Regions from separate parts of the Mus musculus genome. Here all the other regions are linked to region 2. Evidence: chromatin contacts called from public HiCAR-type and promoter capture Hi-C data. All regions are on one chromosome and are shown on one strand. Each heading gives the region's core, a stretch centred on a gene start, on an enhancer-like site or on the middle of the called end of the contact. The rest is flanking DNA. Distances are from core to core; before and after follow the strand shown. Region 1 holds the start of Zbtb38 (zinc finger and BTB domain containing 38). Region 2 holds the start of Faim (Fas apoptotic inhibitory molecule). Region 3 holds the start of Pccb (propionyl Coenzyme A carboxylase, beta polypeptide). Region 4 holds the start of Msl2 (MSL complex subunit 2). Region 5 holds the start of Pxylp1 (2-phosphoxylose phosphatase 1).

Region 1 (2,791 bases), core at 264-2,763, 2.3 Mb before region 2:
CAGGACTAGTGTCTAGGATTCAGGACTAGTGTCTAGGACTCAGGACTAGTGTCTAGGATTCAGGACTAGTGTCTAGGATTCAGGACTAGTGTCTAGGATTCAGGACGAGTGTCTAGGATTCAGGATTTCAGCCACAAAAGTCATTGCCGTTAGTATATGTGAGGTGCCTTTAGGACATCGGGAACTCCACCAAGTGCTCTCAGCGGATGGGTAAATCTCCGTAACACCCCTCAGCTGTAGGGAACAGTTCCCCATTTTACAGCTGCAAACAGTGCCGTGAACCTGTTTCTGGAGGTCACCCTGGGTGAGTGTCGGGATTCAAACCCAGGTTAACATCAGCACAAACCCAGTCTGATTTGGGTGCAAAATCCCCACCACAGAACGCTAAATTGGAGTCTTAAAGGCTTTTTTGACAGTGACCCATTTTATTACAAATGATGTTATATAAGCCAAAGGCTTCATTAAACTATGCTTATCTGTACTGTGTGCAACGGTTACTTTTTCTAGTCTTTTCGCACTATATATTCTAATCTTTTCAAAATTTTCAGCAATGACCCATCAAAGGAATTCTAATGCGTGTTTGGTCCTGGAAAAACACTGGTAGAAGGCCTATCATCCTAGCAGTCAGTCAACCGCTGCAAGTGGCAAGTTCGAAACCAGCTTGGGCTAACCTATTAACCATTCTAGGCTCCTTAACCAGACCCTGTCACAAAACACAAACTCTGCTCTTTGATCTTAGCTACTGTAAGACGCTATAAGTTTCTCTGAAACCACAACAAAACGAGTCTTTCCAGCCACGCGAACCAGAGCAAGCACTTGAGCTTCCCAATTAGGTGAATGCCCTTTAACCTTTCAAATATGCATACGCAACATAAACGGTTATCATTTAGAACCGATCATTACAAGGGTTTTCCAATCAGGCCCAATATCCAGAATGGGAACCAGGCACTTACCCACCGCAAAGCAGGAGTTATAAAGTGGAAGCGCAGACAGATTAAAATCTCAGGTTATTTATCAGCTAACCTGCAAAGAGGTGTCTAAAGGCTGACTGTTGAATTGTCCCAACGGACAGACGGCTGCAGCAAGCAGGAGCAGGAGGCCAAGGCTGCAACCCCTGGAGGCAGGGCCCTGCCTTTGAACATCCGGTTCAATTCCAGGGGCTTGGTGTCGCACTAGGATCTCATCGCGAACGGGTAGGGTCAGGAAGCAGCCCGGGTTTGCGCTTCACCGGAGGGGAGGCGCGACAGTCCCGAGCCCCAGGTGCGCGTCACTCCCCGCTGCCCCCCTGCAGCCGAGCCTGGTGGGGCGGGACGCGGGCACCTGCGGACGCTGGCTGCTCCGTAGGCTCCGCTCCGCTCCGCGTCCGCTGCAGCCCGGCGCGAGCGCTGCCCACCGGCTCCCGCCTCCCCACCTCCACGCCCCGGAGTCGCGCGGACCCCGCGCACTTACGGGGCTCCGCTCCGCCGCCCGCGCGCTTCCCGCGGGGTCCATGGCGCTTCCGGACCTGCGAGTCCGGCCGCAGCGCCGCCCAGAAAATGGACGCCGGCGGCTGGGCCCGGACGCCCCGGTCTGCCCCTGGTGCAGTGCAGGCCGGACGGTCGCTCGACCTCGGGCGCCGACGCGCAGGGCTTCCGGGACGCTGCAGGCCGCGAGGCTCCCGCACCCCCCGGCGCCACTGCGGCAGAGCCAGGCTCGCACAGATGCTGCGCAGCCACCGAGCAGGCCCCGGGCACCCTATGCAGTTTTAACCCGCACCAAATTCTGAGAACAGGGTGTCACCTGTGCTTTCTCATGGCTGTCAGGGGACGCCTGGATTATTTCCCACCATGGTATAAGAACTGTTTCATGCAATGAAAAAAATAAAAGCCACCGACTGCCCGCTGACATCCTTCCCACACAGATTCGCAGTGTGGCACCTACTGCCCCACGCACACCTAAGTGCAGGTGTTTGTTTTGAACCATCCAGCATTGAGTCTTTAGTATTTTTTGTTTGTTTTTAGTTTTTGATTTTGTGTGTGTGTGTGTGTGTGTGTGTGTGTGTGTGTGTCCTTTGGAAAACGACTCGCTCCCTGGCAAAACCTTAAGGTTTTGAAAAAGGGTATTTTCCTGGAATACAGTACTTGCCATTTATGCACCCCAGTTCCTTGACCAAACATTAAGAATATGATCATTTTGGTGAGCTGAGTAGATTTTTAATACTATATGCAAAGTAAAGCCCCATAAACGATGCAGGAAGAATGGTGTCACTTAAAAAAATGCAGAGTTGTGAAGGCTGACAGGTTGGGCAACGTGCATACACATGTAACGAGCAGTTCCCGACCTTCTCGATGCCAAACACCCTTTTATTCTCTCGCTCCATAGGCCAGTGTTCACAGATTAACTCCACTAAACTGCATGTATTAAGTAATGATTCATCTTCCCCTTAAAAAAAAAGGGAGCTTGAATGTTTTTGTCTACATAACTGCCAATGAGAACTTCCACAAGACCTGATCTAACTTGTTGGCAATGGTAGATACCAGCCTTAAAAAACAAAACTGAAGAAACTCGTGGTCTAATTGCCTGTTTGTGTTTCCATTGAGGCTTTTAGAAACTCTGAAGATGATTTTAAAATTCGGGAAAACTGGTGCACAAAGACTGGGAAGTCTGTAAGCTGTATGGCTGTGGCTGATTCCCTGGGACCGGTGGGAGGTAGCGGGCAAGGTTGGTTGGCCTTCTGGATTCAGCAGGCCTGTGTTGACAGCCTAGGTTTGTTGCTATGTACGGCCACTTCTCTGACCTTCAGCTTTGGTAC
Region 2 (2,700 bases), core at 182-2,681:
TGAGTTTTACATTGAGGGCTTCGGGTATGCTAGGCAACTCTTAGACCTCACAAAAGATTTTTGAGTTGCAGTTGGTTGAGTCCATGGTAAGAGTAAGCTTTTTCCCTCAGTGCTAGAAATCAGAAAAGGTCTTTTTAAATTGACCATTTATATTCCCTGTCCTTCTAATATCCTACTTGAACATTTCACCAATAATTGAAAAACACCATTTGGCATTTTAAAAATCTATTCATAGAAACTCTTTTATGTAAGGGGTACAATGTGTCTGCCATCTGTTTTGTCCAGTTCTCTCCCATTTGTCTATTCTTTTCTTTAAAAAAAATTTATTGCCATGACAGTCAGAAATTTCAGAATATTAAGTAGACCAGTGTTCTTTAATGTTGCAGATACCGTGCCTGAAACTTCTGCTTCATTAAATTTTACTACTTTAGTTTTTTGAAACAAGGCTTAGTTATAAAGCTTAGGGTAGCCTGGAACTTGCAATCCTCCTGTTTCAACCTCCTGAGGGCTGGGTAGATAGGCATGGTGATCCAAGCACTGGGGAGACTGAGGCAGGAGGGTCTGGAATCCAAGTGTGAGGCTCTTATGAATTACGTAGTGAGATTCTCTTAAATATCAACTAAACAGGCACAAACACTCCCAAATTAAATCTTTATCAGACTTAAAAAAAATCTCTCATTGGTTCGTTCCCTTTATATAAATGAAACTGTAGATTCTATCCGACATTACTTACTTACCTGTTTGTCTGAGACTTTACAATAGCATTAGGGACAATTCAGTGGTTGTGTGTTTGTACATATGTATTATATACACTAAAAATAATTTACATAACCCACGACCTCACCCAGGATAACTAAACGCCCTATTATATTATTGAACTCTATACTCTTTCCCTAAGGTTTGTCTGTCAGTAAGTGAAATTCAAACATCTCACTAAAGGAAGAAGTATATATAAAATAGGGAGACAAGGCGAGCAAAAACCTCTGGGCTAGGTGTAAGGCTCGGCAGCCAAACGACCCCTGTGGTCGTACAGAGGGTTTCAAAGGCTGGACTCTTCCACCTAAAATGACCGTTCTTATAGCAGAGAATGGAAGGCCGGCAGGGCAGTGGGAACAAAGGGTCTCAGCGGACGAGTTGCCTCTCCCGGAGGTGCGGGTTATCCGGAAGGCTACAAAAGCTGCTGTCAGACCTGCACAACAAACAAGAAAGTGACACCCACAGGGCCTAGGGGCAGCAGCGGCGCAGCAGGGCGCACCGCAGAGCGCTCAACTGTGCACAAGGGCGCAGAGCGGCGCACAGCAGGAGCAGGATTGGCCCCAAAGCGGAGGGTAGGCGGGGCCTATGGAGGCGGACACCGGGAATTGGTTTTCGCGCGGAGCGTGGGCGGAGCCTCTGAAAAGGGCTCTCGCACTCGCGCAGGCGCAGTAGGGCAGTGGGCGGGGTCTCGTTGAGCCCGGAAGGCAGTAGGAGGCTGGGCGCCCGGCATGCGGGTGCTGGAGCCCGGTGGGCGCGGCCGCGAGAGCTGCTGACTACGTCGTGGGATCGGGAGCCGGTGGCGGCGCGCGGAGCAGGTGAGCGCGGGAGACGGTGCTGGCAGCTTCGGCGGGCGCTTCCAGCTCGGCCTGGCCGAGCGGGCTCCGAGATGCGTGGTGCCCAGGCCTCGGTCGGCAGACAGCAAGCCGCAGTGTGGGCTCAGGGCAAGAGGCCCCGGAAAGAAGGGGTGTGGGGCGGCCACCCGAAGCTGCGGACCCTCCGGTGCCTCGGCGCAGTATTCGTGGCGCGGTCCGGAGTTCTCGGGCTTCGGACGTGTCCGAGTCTCGGTGCCGCTCCTGACTGCGTCCCAGGCGGCCCTTGGCCCAAATACCCCGGAGAGGTACCTACAAGTACCTACCTACACGTACCTCCAGGGGTTGTAGGAGGCCGAGCTAACCTCGCTCGGTGGTCGGGAGCTCTTGAGAGCAGCTCACTGCAGCATCCTTGCTGGCTGTGGCTACTTCCTTCGTGGAGGTTGGCTTTAGGGACAGATTTATTCCTGAATCGCTCTAGTGTTGCAATAAGCTCAACTCGAGTTGCTTAATGAAGGAGCCTGTTATCTTACAGCGGGCAGAGTGGGATTCTATAGTCTCTTCCTAGAATTCTGTTGTTTTTCTCATGCAAAGGCTGACTTGGAGACCTGTCTCAGGTATAGAATGAATTGGTTCAATGAAACCCAGCGAAATTACGCTGTACTCAAGGTGGAAGATGGTGGGACAGGTAACTTGAGTTGTTTTGCTGTTTAACCATCTAACGTTGCATTCAATCTGTCACCTGTAACAGCGAGTAAACACAAGTCTGAAAATTTGAAAATTGCCTTGTACTGCAACCAATGCTCATGTAAATGTCATTGTGGGCGGTGTTAGTGTCTGGTGACGTCATCATAATTAGATTAGATAAGCACCGTTTCTGAAATACCGAATGGATTTTGGAAATACAGTATATAGTAAAATCATCGTTAGTGATCTGGGGGTTGTTATTCCATATAAGGTTTTCTGCTAAAAGCAGACCTGTGCAGGTCATGGTGAGGCTTAGGACAGAGTGGTGGGGTCAGAACACAGGTGTGAAACAAGTGGTAATATGAAGGTATAATAACAAGGTATAATATGAATTATATTGATCACAACCAAAGTAAATTAAGAAAAAACCCTGTTGGGCCAAGAGAGC
Region 3 (2,711 bases), core at 165-2,664, 2.0 Mb after region 2:
CAGCAGAAAACCTGCTCTGAAGGCCTTAATGTAAGAGCATCAGGATCTTGCCTGGGGTGCAATAGGCAACTGAGCAAGGGTGTCCCAAGAGAAAGGTTACCAGAGCAGTGACAGGCTTTCCCAGGGAACTTAATAGCCCTTCAGAGGGACCCCAAGGGAGAGAGGGCTTATGGCTCACCATAAACCTTACAACCACATTTACATCCCTAAGTGTCAAGAGGAATAAATAGTTTTCCTTGAGCATTTTTCTTTTTTCAAACCTAACTCAGGACATCTGAATCAACATTTGACCCAGATTTTCACACACTTGGGTAAGACTTGCATGCCCTTCACAGGAGCCCTTCCCTTAGGGAACCTTCATGTTAACTTATCCAGCTCTTCTGCCTGGACTCACTCAGTTGTCAAGGACACACTGGGCAAGTCTGGCTTCAAGTCTAGGGTCACCTCTTCCAGCTTCTGTTGTTTTTTGTTTTTCTGCTGCTAAATGACCTCCCCAGAAGAAGCTCAAATGTGATTCCCGCCTCAGCTGCTCTCAGCAGAGTAGCCTGAGAGTTTATAGAAAGTCCACCTGCTTCCTATGCAGCAGATCGATACATGAACCTCTCAAGAGGCCAACCAGACTTCCTCGGTCACAGGCGTCACAAATCCCCAGCACGCAGGGAGACAACACACCAGGTTAATGTGAACATAACCAAGTTTTTTCTAATACTTCGTGCCTGGGTTTTACTGCTTCCTTCCCCGAGAAGAGGGAAGGGAAAAAAAAAAAAAAAAAAAAAACTGTCATAAACACTTTCAGGCAGCGGGAGAACAATCCCGTCTTTTAAATTCAGAGCCTGTGGCCGATTAACGTGGCAATCTTATTCAAACAAGACCTGGAAGACATTATTCTGTTTACGGTGCTTTCTAAAGACCACCTTTCCCAAAAGTTCAAAGCTGCTAAGTGGAGCGCAGCTGGAGACCGGTCACATCCATCCATCCATCCGACGACCAATGCCCACCACCACCGCCTGGGGACCTCCCTAAGTGGTGCAGATGTCTACTGACACCCGAGGGGGCTCTAGGTTCTCCAGGTGGACGTTCTCGCCGCGCCCCTCCCAGGCGCAGCGCCTATTGGCTGGGAGGCTCGTGCGCCGCGAGCCCGGCGCGCTGTGATAGGGCGGGAGCGGAGGGGGCGGGACGCACTGGCGCCCGTGACTCACTCGCTTGTGCTGCGCGTCGATGCGGCGCTGGCCTCCTCCCAGCAACGCTGCATGGCGCTTGTTGTCGATGCGCTCTTTAACTGAAACCGGCTGGCTGCAAAGGCCGCGGGTCGTGATGCCGAGGCCGCAATTCAGAACGCTGAGCCTCGCTCCAGCCGCCACCGCCCGAATCCTAATCGCCGCCGCCATTTTTTTTTTTTTTTTTTTTTGACTGCCAGCGTGACACACACTGCACCTCAGGACGCATGCGCAGAGAGCGTAGACATTGCGAGTCTGCGCCTGCGCGTCGTCGCTGGCCCTAAAGCTGGTAGCAGTCACAGGCTTGCATTCAGGCTCAAGGCGGTCCTGTTCTAGGAAATACCTGCCTCTCAGCTCTGTGCCCGTGTAGCCACACAGAACAAGGACTTCATTCCTCGTTCTGCGTTAGCCATCTAAACTCCAGGCTTCGTCGACCCTCTTCCCCCCAAAAATGAATAGATAATGAGCTCTGACCAACTTTTACCAAATGCTGTGCCAGGTTTTGCTCTTAAAACTTAGCCTTGAAATAATTTATATCCAGATTTCAGAGATGGGATACACAGGAACAGAAGTAGGTTTGTATGGCGTCAAGACTGAAATGTTTTGTGAGCTACGTATTGAGCTCCAGAGAGGGTCTCTTAAAGGGGAGAGGAGCTGGGAAGCTACTTGGCTCAGTGCTAAGTTAAAGCCTTTGCCAGCCTGAGTATGAGGACCAAAATTGGGGTCCCCAAACTCAGTACTCAGCCAGAGTAATGAGTGTCTGTACAGAGAGGTTGCCTAGGTGAGATAGCTGACAGAAATAAAAGAATCCCAGGAAGCTCACGGAACAGCCACCCTAGCATGTACAGAAGCAAATGAGACCCAATTCTCACACAAATAAGGGGACCATTGACACCCCATGTTGTCCTGTGACTTCCACATGTGCACGCCCAAACTCTGATACACACAAATTATTTGATGTTTTTTAAGTTTGTGACGAGACACAGAATGGTGAAGTAAACTTTTAGAGACCATTGTGCTAGGTCTAGGCTCCATAGGGTTTTACAGTAGGGGAGAGAGGTTGGCCTCAACCCCGAATACACCAAAGACAAGATGTATCGGGGAGGGAGCTCAATGGATAGAAAATTAATAGGGAACACAGGGCAAGGAGCAATCTGACAAACAACGTTTGCTTGGTTGAAGGCAAGCCAGGGTGCTCAGACATCATTTGGGGGACAGTGGAAGAAGAACCTTATCAAATATGGAGGGCGATCCCTCATCAAGGGTGGAAGATTCTGGCATAACTGACTTAGCAGGATTCTTGGCAAAGCTACCCTCTAGAAGAGAGGACCTGGGAGCCAAGGTCAGTTCTATTCAAGAGATGCTCAGTAGAGCCTGACCGAAGTTTGGTCAAGAAGAGAATCTTGTCAACACAGCGGCTTTGGCATTAGCTGGGAGGAAATAGGAAAAGTAAACTAGGAGCAGACTGCTCGGGCTCAGACCTACTAATCAGAG
Region 4 (2,700 bases), core at 122-2,621, 2.1 Mb after region 2:
ATCGCGGGCTGTGTCCACGCACAAGGGCAGGCTCGCTGGGGACCTAGAGGAGTGGCTTTCAAACTTGTGGGCCAGCGCCTAGTCCACGGCCCGCCACGCGCTAGGTTCCGGGAGGAGGCCGGCGAGGCCGGGGCTGGGCTGCCATCCTCCCACTGGGGTCAACTCCGGTCCCCGAACACCCTCCCCCCACCTCCGCCCCACGGCGCGACGCGGGCAGCCCACGCGAGGGGAGACCGTGCCCGCTACCCCAATTCACCACAACCCACACGCCTGGGAGACCGGATTGGAGAGCACGTGGGGGAGGGGCGGAGAGCGCGTCCGGCTCGAAACCGAGCATGCTCCGTGCACGGAACCGTAAGTGGCGAGCCAGACATGCGCAGTGAGCTCGGGGTGTGCTGGCGGCGGGGCAGGGCGGGGCTGGCGTGAGCGGGCTAATGTGTTTATCCGGTTTTCTGGGTGGGCGGTCAAAGCGCACGCGTAAGGGCGAAAGGCGGTAGGGTCGGGGTGGGTGTGTTGGGGGGGTTTGTGCATGCGCAGTGAAGCCGGCAGCGCGGGGAGGGTGTGGAGGGGGCTTTTAGAGGAGAAGCAGGGGAAAAGGGAAGCGGAGGGAGAGGAAGGGCGGGGGGTGGGGGTGGGGAGGGGGGGTGAGAGCGCGCTGTGCGCATGCGTACAAGGGCTAGCGACGACGGCGGCGGGGGAGGCTCGGGGATGACAGTGTCTTTGCCCGTTGGGGTAACGGTCGTCGTTACCGGCCGGGCCTGAGGCGCCGCACCATCTACTGCGGCCGGAGTAGCCCCGGCCCAACGGAGCTAGAGCGGCGCGAGAAGAAGCGTGAGGGCGGCCAGGCGCGAGGGAGGGGCCTGCAGCGGGCCTGGTCGTGCGCGCTGGGTGGCGGCGGCGGCGGCCTGGCGGGGTGAGCTCGCTTAAACCGCGGCTGGGCAGGCAGGCGGCGGCGGCGGCGGCGGCGGCGGCGGCGCAGCACCGTGGCAGTCGCGCTTGGAGGAGTCGTCCGTGCCGTGCCGAAAAGATGGCCGGGCTGTGAGGGGGCGGCGCTTGCGCTGGTGACCCCAAGTGTGCGGCTGAGAAGCGGAGGGGCGCCGCCGTCGCCGCCTGCCTGCCTGCCTGCCTGCCTGCCTGCCGGGCCTGCTCCCCGCCCCCTCCCGCCGCCGGGCCCCGCGCGCACTTCCTCCCGGGCCTCCCTTTCGGGCGGGGGCCTCCCTCCCGCCCGCCTGCCGCGCCAGGCGCAGCGTGGGCCCCGCGTCCGGCATGGCGAGAACGGCAGCGGCGCGCTCCCGCCGCAGTAGCAGCAGCAGCAGTAGCAGCCACAGCAGCAACAGCAACCTCCGCCGCCGCGGCTGCTGGCACTAGACCCGGGAATCCGACGCCTGCGCCGTAGTCCCCACCGTCCCGCTGCCTCCGCGACGTCGCTGCGATGGAGTAAGGGCCCCGCCGTCGGAAGAGAAACGTGTGGACCGCTTGGACCCCACCGGGCCCGCTCCCGTGCGCGCCAGCTCCACCCGGAGGTGCCTCCGCGGCCGGACATGCTGCTCGAGCGCAGGCCGCCCGCCGAGCCGCGGGGCTAGAGCGAACCCGGAGCCCGTCCGGAGCACCCAGCCGCGGCCGTGTCGGACGAACTCGATCGCTGATTTCGCTTGTCTCTCTTTGGTCTGCAAGTCTCAGGGACAGAGGAGGGGCGCCGAGGCCCCCATGTGTGGGAGGATTGCTTCAGCTTCACAAACTTGCACGGATTTTGGTTGCTGCTTTGGCCAGGGGTTCTGCTCAGATTTCTTCCGAATTGTTTTAAATTCGCCATTGTTCCCTGGCTGCTTACAAACTTGGATCCGGAATTTCTTTTCAACCGGGAGCCATTGGTGTCGAAGTGTCTGCAATGAACCCGGTGAATGCTACTGCTCTCTACATTTCCGCGAGCCGCCTAGTGCTCAACTACGACCCCGGAGACCCCAAGGCGTTTACAGAGATTAACAGGCTCTTGCCTTACTTCCGACAGTCCCTCTCGTGCTGTGTTTGCGGTGAGACGCTTCTTTATTGTTCCCCTTTCCCTGCTTGTTTTCTAAAGTTCCTTTGGCAGTAGTAACGTGAACGGTTGGCCGGCCGGTAGTTCGTCTTAAGGGGTGGTACTGTGCAGTAGTACACGGTCGTTAGTTTTGAAAGTCGCCCAGGGACTTTTGCCCGGCGTTTCAGAAAGGCCGAGAGCCTTTTTCAGCCACCTTTGTACGGAGGCTTTAACGTTCAAAATGGTTTTATTTCGCTTTGACACATCTTTCTGGTGTTTTATTTTTTTAAAATACATTTTAAAAAATTCTTCGACGGCTTCACACGTATAGCGGTGATGTCTTAAATGGGGTTGAAATGCCAGCGGCATGCTGCCTTCTTTTTAAAACCTCTGCTGCGGGAACTGATTGAATACCATTGTCATTAAATGTGGTCAAACATTGTTAAGAAATATGCACTGCACTCGTGTTTTGCAGAGGGTGGATGGTATAATCTTGATGCACCTCCAGCCAGAGACCTCAGTGCCCCAGGTTCTACAACAGATGGTTTGAAGGTTAGCACTGACCTAATGAAGCTGATGGTACTTTTTAGTTGGTGAGATCTTTTTACAGACTAGATTTTCTGTAGTTTTAATGTCAGGTGGCCTGGCAGAGTCGCATTGTTTATTTACTTGCTTATTTAAGACAG
Region 5 (2,700 bases), core at 117-2,616, 2.1 Mb before region 2:
GGGCTGTCACCATGCCATCTCCACTTCTCTCCGGGGACCATGAGGCTTTCCAAGCCATCTGCTTTAAATCCTCTTCCCACAGATGTCACCACAGGGCACCAACACCTCTGAGGAGGGGGCTGGTGCCAAGCCCGACCGACAGTTCCAGAGGGTAGGCTGGGCTCATCACTGTCTAGTCCATAGTCAGGGTCCAGCCTGGGACTTGCCGCAAAGAGCAACAAATGTCCCTAAGCCATGGAACTCTCCCAGAGCCCCTCCTTGATCACTCACTCATCCCACATTTCCCTATCCACACCAGATCTGATCCAGATTCCTAACTGGTTTTTACCTGTTGAATGTTTAGGAAGCATCCTTGCCTTTCCACAAAGACACGGGCCCACCCTAGAGGGGACAGTTACGTTCCCAGAGCTGTGGTGAGAGAGTGGGGATGTGGCTCCATTTCCCCAGCATAGCTAAATCTTCCCCGATCCACAGGTACTACTGACAGCCAGTCACAGCAGCAAAGAAAACCTGCTCCATATTTGTGGGTAGCAAAGCCGGCTTCTTTTTAAGAAATCGCAACCTATCCAAGTTCACCAAGCAAAAGCAAGCAAAGAAGTAACCACACTGTCCTAAACAGAACACTGAGCAAGCATAACCTGCACGCGTGAAGTGGCCCTGGGCTGGGCCCAGGGTTCCTGCGCCGCAGGCAGCAGGTAGCTGGCGAAGCACCAGCCCCACCCCCGGGGCAGGCCCTGAAGTTGCAGCCCCTTTTTACCTGGACACTGCAGCTATGGGACAGCCGGGAGAAGGGGGACCCCGGAGCTCAGATTCCCGCTGAGTCGTTCAGCAGGAGCGCCTAGGCAGAATGGGACCCCGCTGGGGTGGCGGCGGGGACCGTAGGAGCAGAGCTGGGAGGGAGAGGCGAGCGGCAGGCAACCAGGAGGAGGTAGGCGTGGGAGGGCTTGAGGGAGAAAAGGGGGTGTGCGGGCAGGCTTCTAGGGTGCAGGGCTGAGAAAGGGGAGACGGATCGGAGGGCAGGGACCCCTCTCCAACGCGGGGAGGGTATGGGGAGAGGTGGCAACTGGGGAGCGCGTAGATAAGGGAAAGAGCTTGGTGGCAGGGCTCACACCCGCTGCTTGGAAGCCCGCCCCTGCCTCCGGATCTTGGCATCGCGGACACCTCTCCGGGGTCGCCCCCCAAGACCCTAGACACAAGCCCGCCTTGCGAGAAGCCTCACAACCGCTGGGACCCGGCGCGCACCACACTCACCGCCTACGGTCCCGGCCTCCGTCGCTGTGCGTAGGGATCTCCACCCGCAGCCAGCTCCTCCTGGCGGGAGTGCAGGCGGCGGTGGCGCGCGCAGGCCGCCAAACTCGGGGTTCCGCAGCGCCCCCTACCGGGACCGCCGGGTCCCTGCCCGGCCCGACGCGCTCAGGGCGCCCTGGAGCTCCGCCCCGCAGGCGGCCGTGCGGGACCAGCAGGCTGCGGCGACCCGCATCCCGGGCCTTGGAGGCACACATGGCCTGGAGTGTCCAAACAGTCATCCAGACAGGCTCCGGTCGCGCCGTCCGGGTCCGGGAAAGCGCGCGCACTCGGAGCGCACAGGGCCTATGCTCCTCCCTATGCCGGACTTAGGACCCGGGAGGGTGCCATGGCCCCAGGACACTGCCCTGGACCCGTCCCAGCCTTGGCTAGGGTGCTTTGTGACTGCGTGCCTAACTCCGCGCCGCGGATCTAGCTGCGGATGTGGGTCCTGCGGTGCCTCGTGGACTCAAAACTGGCATATCCTAGCCACCGTGCCACCTCCACCCAAGCGCCTGTCCCGCGCTTCTCTTCCGGCGCGGGCCACATCCGGCCTGTGTCTACTCTAGACCTGGCAGTAGTTTTGTCCCTAAAGGCCTGCAGGCATCCACCCTTGAGAGGTCGTGGCTGTGTCACGGGGGCGTTTCTGCATGACCCCAGGGCTGCCAGCCAAAGACCCGCGCAGCACTCGTTCTATAAAGCTGTGTTTGTGGGTCTTTTGTTGTTGTTGTTTCAAATGCTGTAAAAAAGGATCTCACCAACCACAATTGTGAGATTGCCTTTGTTGTCAGTTCTGGGACTACAGTGACACCCTTGTGCCTCTCTCAACTGCAAAAGAGGTGCGGTTTTGAGGGTAGCGCATCACTTGATTTTCCCTAACTCATTCGATAGTGACTAAATCAAAACACTTTATATTTTATCCATATTTTTACCTCCAATTTCTCCCCTCAAATCAGCTAGATTCTACTTCCCTAGCCTGCATTCCATTTACCCCCATGGTCCAGCCATCTGGAATGCCTTCTCTGTTCAATGCCTTGATGGCCAGCTGGCACTTGCCTGAGGACACTAGTTACTATCCCTCTCACCCAATTACCCAGGCTCAACACCACCTTCAGCCTGCTTATCCCTTCAGTACTAGCGACAGCTTTCTCCAATACGTGAGCATGAAATCTCACTCCCCGTTAAATTCCTACTTGGGCTGGCCCTCAAGGACCACCACAGTCCAGGCATCCTATCCAACACAGACTCTTCCTTCTCGCCACGGACTCTTGACAGTTCTGCTCTAATTCCAAGTTCCACTCCTTCACAAGTCACACAGGCTGCAGATGACAGACAACTCCATCCACACTAGCCCAAAGCAAAATACATACATACATACATACATACATACATACATACATACATACATACATACAT

What was found. Promoter capture Hi-C pulls out the DNA fragments that hold promoters and counts their contacts. HiCAR-type assays count read pairs that join an accessible place to other places.
Region 1: a promoter capture Hi-C map of liver shows a contact between it and region 2, with 4 times the contacts expected there. The contact joins the promoter of Zbtb38 here to the promoter of Faim in region 2. A contact is called at or near these places in 2 of 39 promoter capture datasets (liver and pre-B cells).
Region 3: a promoter capture Hi-C map of liver shows a contact between it and region 2, with 4 times the contacts expected there. The contact joins the promoter of Pccb here to the promoter of Faim in region 2. A contact is called at or near these places in 3 of 39 promoter capture datasets (erythroid cells, liver and pre-B cells).
Region 4: a promoter capture Hi-C map of liver shows a contact between it and region 2, with 3 times the contacts expected there. The contact joins the promoter of Msl2 here to the promoter of Faim in region 2. A contact is called at or near these places in 2 of 39 promoter capture datasets (liver and pre-B cells).
Region 5: a HiCAR-type map of astrocytes shows a contact between it and region 2, with 4 times the contacts expected there. The contact joins the promoter of Pxylp1 here to the promoter of Faim in region 2. A contact is called at or near these places in 1 of 39 promoter capture datasets (pre-B cells) and 1 of 115 datasets of contacts at active chromatin or transcription factors (astrocytes).

Annotation. Positions count from the first base shown.
Region 1 is chr9:96,718,337-96,721,127 of GRCm38.p6, forward strand. Zbtb38 (zinc finger and BTB domain containing 38) reads right to left here and starts at 1,514. Exons shown (of 3, transcript NM_001359959.1): 1 at 1,450-1,514.
Region 2 is chr9:98,984,942-98,987,641 of GRCm38.p6, forward strand. Faim (Fas apoptotic inhibitory molecule) reads left to right here and starts at 1,432. Exons shown (of 5, transcript NM_011810.3): 1 at 1,432-1,571.
Region 3 is chr9:101,033,470-101,036,180 of GRCm38.p6, forward strand. Pccb (propionyl Coenzyme A carboxylase, beta polypeptide) reads right to left here and starts at 1,415. Exons shown (of 15, transcript NM_025835.3): 1 at 1,200-1,415. The coding sequence starts at 1,388.
Region 4 is chr9:101,073,391-101,076,090 of GRCm38.p6, forward strand. It overlaps Msl2 (MSL complex subunit 2), which reads left to right and starts at 1,372. Exons shown (of 2, transcript NM_001100451.2): 1 at 1,372-2,030. The coding sequence starts at 1,889.
Region 5 is chr9:96,888,108-96,890,807 of GRCm38.p6, forward strand. Pxylp1 (2-phosphoxylose phosphatase 1) reads right to left here and starts at 1,367. Exons shown (of 6, transcript NM_001289647.1): 1 at 1,252-1,367.